2 separate regions of the Mus musculus genome follow, and region 2 is linked to region 1. Evidence: chromatin contacts called from public HiChIP or PLAC-seq data. All regions are on one chromosome and are shown on one strand. Each heading gives the region's core, a stretch centred on a gene start, on an enhancer-like site or on the middle of the called end of the contact. The rest is flanking DNA. Distances are from core to core; before and after follow the strand shown.

Region 1 (2,668 bases), core at 68-2,567:
GAGTTACAGGAGGTTGTGAGCCACCTGAAAACCAAATTTAAGTCCTCTGGAAGAGCACTGGGCTTTGAACTGCTGAGCCAGCTCTCCAGCCTGTCTCTGTGGTTTTATAAGGCATAAATGTCGAATTACCCTAAAAGCTAAAATACCTCACATGATAACTCATAGGGAGGGAAAGGCACATGAGAGAAAGGTTTTAAACCACAGAGAAATGGAATGTGCTGAGTGCTGACAAAAGGAAGGTATAAGAAACAAGAGAGTCTGAGGACCGGAGGTAGGAAGTGTCATTTTCCCTGTTTCCCAAAGTCCCCAGCATTCGTTTCATATGTGCAATGCTAGACCTTCCTAAGTCATGGCCCTGCTTTGCCCAGTAGTCACAGGGCGACAGTGGGAGACGATCAAGACTCGGGGCTGCTCTATCTTTTGAGACTTCTAAGAAGAAAAGCCCCAGCAAGCTGGAAAGTATTCCTATCTTACAGGCCCATCGTCATGTCCAGGGTTTCAGAAGGTGAGAGTCCAGCCTAACTGGAGGGCACACCATCATCCCACACAGGGGAAGAAACAAACTGTGTCCCTGGCACAGATCTAGATGTTTGGATACTATGGAGAGGAAGAAAGACAACGATGCCTGGACTCATGGGCATACGAGACAGAAAGACAAAGTACCTTCCTAAGATGGAGAAGAATGTTATACAAGATGCTCAGAGTCAGTGAGCGTGAGGCTCAGGTGAGAGTCAGTGAGTGTGAGGCTCAGGTGAGAGTCAGTGAGAGTCAGTGAGTGTGAGGCTCGGAGGTGAAGCCAACACCACAGAGTGAGCGCCACACAGTGAGCGAGCAGCAGAGTCTGGCTCCCTAGAAATTACGTATGGTGGCTTTACCTGCAATTTCAGCCTGGGAAAGGGGAGACAGTGCAAGCTGGCTAGTGAGACCAGCCACATGAATAAGCTCTGGGCTTGACTGAGAGACCCTGTCTCAGTGACTGAAATGGAAGGGGGATGGAAAATGATAGCTTCATGTCGGCCTCAGGCCTCCACATGCGTGTTCAGACATGTACTATGAGCACTTTCATACATGTACTCACACACATACAAAAAAGCCCATGCACACATGCACAACACAAGTGTGAGCTTGTGCACATGCAAGCACAGACGTGCACATGCCAGAAAGACATAGAAAAAAAATTGACCAGTTGTCCTTAAACTAGCAGAGGTTTGAAAGCCCGATTTGCATCAGGCTCACAGCTGCCTCAATTGACTGCAGATAGCGATAGAGCCTCCCACGCTCCCTTTGGGACAGATGTGGTAAGTTTGATTGTGAAATTCAGTTAGGTGCCTTCTGCAGGGCCTGCCTCCTCCCCCACTTCTGGAAACTAGTAACTCAGAGCTGACTGCCTAGTTTTACCTCCCCAGAAGCTGGCCCCAGTTGAGCCTGTGGGCCCAGAGGTTGGCTCTGCATGTTTATGTAACTAAAGTGCAGTAGCCTAACATCGGCTGCCGTTGACCTTGCAAATCACACATAGCAGTGTGAAAGCTCAAAGCTGTGACCCAGACCAAGACCCAGACATGCTGGTATCACCAATGACACCACCCTCCCCGGCAGCATTGTGCTGGCTAGTTTTATGTCAACTTGACAGATGTTAGAATCATCTGAGAGGAGGAATCCTCCATTGATAAAATGCTTCCATAAGATTAGGCTATAGACAGCCTTAGTTTTCTTATTAATGATTGATGTGGGAAGGACCAGCCCATCTATTATGGGTGCTGCAGCTCCTGGGCTGGTGGTCCTGGGTACTATTAAAACAAGAGCCATGGGCTGGTGAGATGGCTCAGTGGGTAAGAGCACCCGACTGCTCTTCCGAAGGTCCGGAGTTCAAATCCCAGCAACCACATGGTGGCTCACAACCATCTATAATGAGATCTGATTCCCTCTTCTGGAGTGTCTGAAGACAGCTACAGTGTACTTAATATAATCAATCAATAAATAAAAAAAATACAAAAAAAAAACCTATTTAAAAAAAAAAAAAAAACAAGAGCCATGCTGAGCAACCCAATAAGTAGCGCTCCTTCACGGCCTCTGCATCAGCTTCTGCTTCCAGGTTCCTGCCCCGTTTGAGTTCCTGTCTTGACTTCCTTCAAGAGTAGATTGTGATGTGGAAGTGTAAACCAAATAAAACCTTTGCTGTCCACGTTGCTTTTGTTTCATTAAAGCTACAGTCACCCTAACTAGCATAGAAATTGATTCCAGGAGTGAAGTCTTCCCATGACACTCCTGACCATGTAGTTCTGAGAAGGACTGTAGAAAGCCTTGGAACTTTGTGTAGAGGGAATCTTTTGTACAATGTGTGGCAGCTTCACCTGCCCAAAAAAAGGCTGATGACCTATGTATGAGCTTAGGCGGGAAACAGGGACACTGAAGTTCCAGGATGGAGAAAGGATTTCTGGGAAAGAGTCGGGAGAACGAGGGATTCTCCCTAAAAGGTGATGGAGACGTTGCATGAACCAGAGGAGAGGTAACCCCGACATGGCAAGACTGAGAATGGAATAAACAGGACACCTGACTTACAAGCTGGTTGATTAGCAAGCCCTAGCTTTTGGCCTAGGCAATTATTCATGATAATTCAGTCTCAGAGTCATTATTTCCCGAACTTGGTGTGGTTGGTGAAGCCTGAGGT
Region 2 (2,668 bases), core at 59-2,558, 350 kb after region 1:
GGTTTCTCTGAATAACCCTGGCTGTCCTGGAACTCACTTTGTAGACCATGCTGGCCTTGATCTCAGAAATCCGCCTGCCTCTGCCTTCCAAGTGCTGGAATTAAAGGTGTGCAACACCACAGCAGGGCTGGTCCTCTGGGATCCCTGCACTCATAAAGAGGTTTGAAGCCCTAGTTCTCAAGTTTCAACTTTAGTTTTTCTTCCTCAGGGAAGCTTTTTCTTCCTTAAGTTTTTCGCTAATGATCTGATGGAGAGAGATACATGCTCGCTCTTCCTAGAATGTTTAGATCTCTGTCCCCAGATGATGTCAGTGTTCCAGGAAACACACTTAAGGAAAGCCTGCCATTTATATTATTTTGTGTTTAGTTGATTGTTTTGCCAGATTGTAAACCCAAAAAGGAAGGATTTCAGGTCTGTTTCATATATCACTCTCTGGTATATGGTTCTCAGCCTTGCTTCTTTATGATAAAGAGAATTTTCTTGACCAACTTCTAGTCTAGCATGGCTTTTAGCAGTTTGAGGCCATGTTATCTATGACTCACCAGAAGTTTCCCCATTACTAAGCTCTGTACTTCTTGGCCCCGTTGAAATGCTTGTCGAGGTAAACTCAACACTGCCAGAATTTAATGTTTTTATTCCAGCCAAAACCTGGTAGTAGGCAGATAGGTCCCCAAACCCTAAATTACAGCAGTAACTCTAGAATGTTGCAATTATACATCTTTTCTCTGCCCCTTTGAAACATAAATCGTCTACCACTTGGAACTGCCTTACCAAAGGCACTTTTTGTTGATGCACACATTCAAGGAGATAGTAGCCTGGAGTGGTGGCACACTCCTTTTAAGCTCTTGGGAAGAAGAGGCAGACAGACCTCTTGAGAATTCCAGGCAACATCATGAAAACGTAACTGAAAAAAAAAAAGGAACCCAGCCGATAATAATTCTTACTTCCAATTCTTATGACCGCCTGTCATAAAGATATAAGAATTGCAGTGTGTGGTGGTATTAATCTCAGAAATGGAAGAGCTGAGGCAGGAGGATAAAAAGTCAGTCTGGGCAGCATAGAGAGATCCTGCCTCGCAAGCAAGCAAATAAACCAACCAACCAAAAACAGATACTCCATGAGAAACTCAGGGCGTCCAGGACATCTCAGAATCTGCGACTTCGAGCGTCAATTAACGCTAGGATTCATCGGCCACACCTCTCTATTCTATGCTGTGATTCCAGAGGCTGACCCAGTCTCGCGAGACCGAGGCTGTCACGTGATAGGCTTGGGTCTGAAGCCGATTCCACCTTATTGATTTTGGGCGGCGTCAAATTCCGGAAGAAAACCGATCCCGGAGTCGCTGGCCTGTGGCACCTGTGCGCAAGTGCGGAAGTGCGGTGGCATCCTCGCTAACCGGTTTCCGGTCTGTGTGCAGCACCGGGCTCGCAGAGCCACGTAACGGCCGGGGGTCTGCAGCCATGGCGGATAGGAAGGCTAACGGCGGCGGAGCGTCCGCCTCCTCGTCAGGCACTAACTTACTCTTCTCCTCCTCGGCCACGGAGTTCAGCTTCAACGTGCCCTTCATCCCCGTCACGCAGGCCGCCGCCTCCCCGGCTTCCCTGCTCTTACCCGGAGGTAGTGAGCCGAGGGCGCTTGGGGGCCAGTGTCTGTCCCGGGAGGCGGGTGGGACAGGAGTGTCGCCTGCTCTGAGTCGCTTGCCAGGGTCAGCAGTGACCAGCTTTCAGAGGGCCAGGGACTGGAGGATCCTGGAGGAGGGGCTCCGGTGATGAGGCTTGGAACTCCTGTCATTGCGCAACTGTTTGTTGAACACCCACTGGTGTGCTGGTGCTGGCAGAAAACGCAGCTAAATTAGACAGTTACCCTTTGCTAGAATCCGAAAGCTGCTCTCTTACTGGGAAACACCGGTGATAGGGTAGGACATCACCTAGGAGACAGTAAGTTTCTCCAGAGGAGACAATGCCTCTCTTGTAGAGGACTATACACTCTCTCCTAGTAAAAGCCCCCCCGTTACACTTTTGATTAAGCTCTGTGTATATCTGGGAAGGCTGATTTCTCTCTCTCTCTCTCTCTCTCTCTCTCTCTCTCTCTCTCTCTCTCTCTCTCGTTTGTCTCTGTCTCTCTTTCTCGTCTGTCTCTCTCTGGTGGTTTGGAGCACAGACTGTGTTCAGACCCGGCACTGCCATTAACTTGCTGTGTGGCCTCAGTCATGACATTTTACCTGTCTGCTTAGATTTCATGTTTTCAGCTCCTATCCCTGGGTTTGAGAGCAAGGTCTCTCTGTGTAGTACTGACTGTCCTAGAACTCACTGTGTAGATCAGGCTGGCCTCAAACTTAAAGGATCCACCTGCCTCTGCCTCTCTGCCTCTGAGTGCTGGGATTAAAGGCATTCGTCACTATACCCTGTCTCATTTTTGTAGAGTTCTATATCTAGTGTCCCACACGTATTGTTGTGTAAATACTTGTGAGCTAAGTACTCTGCCCCTCCATGTGGACTGTGAACTTCTTACCTCTTTTCATTTTCAGGGTCCTGTTTTTTAGTGCCTAGCACACAGGTGCTTGTTAGGTGCTGAGCTTTCCCCACCAAATAATTCCTCCTTGGAGGACTAAGGGGAGTTTCCCGCAGAAGGGAAGAAAGACAACTGAAAGCATGTGTATCTGCAGTGT

The links. HiChIP or PLAC-seq counts read pairs in DNA pulled down with a chosen protein or histone mark.
Region 2: a contact with region 1 is called in an H3K4me3 HiChIP or PLAC-seq map of the SCID.adh cell line, with 9 read pairs. The contact joins the promoter of Sec23ip here to the enhancer-like site in region 1. A contact is called at or near these places in 3 of 39 promoter capture datasets (the HPC-7 cell line, cranial neural crest and embryonic stem cells), 1 of 484 Hi-C or Micro-C datasets (bone marrow-derived macrophages), 8 of 115 datasets of contacts at active chromatin or transcription factors (the SCID.adh cell line, double positive thymocytes, effector CD8 T cells and 5 more) and 3 of 9 other capture datasets (adipose tissue, liver and pancreatic islet).

The regions. Positions count from the first base shown.
Region 1 is chr7:128,397,579-128,400,246 of GRCm38.p6, forward strand. All of the region lies in intron 3 of Rgs10 (regulator of G-protein signalling 10), which reads right to left. Among named protein-coding and RNA genes, the nearest start is that of Rgs10, 19 kb to the right of the region's middle. Within about 2 kb of position 1,318, at least 22 of the 459 cell types and tissues checked have an H3K27ac peak or open chromatin away from gene starts, as enhancers often do. A contact at or near this core is called in the SCID.adh cell line, bone marrow-derived macrophages, double positive thymocytes and 1 more, where this site is marked.
Region 2 is chr7:128,743,562-128,746,229 of GRCm38.p6, forward strand. Sec23ip (Sec23 interacting protein) reads left to right here and starts at 1,309. Exons shown (of 19, transcript NM_001029982.2): 1 at 1,309-1,617. The coding sequence starts at 1,461.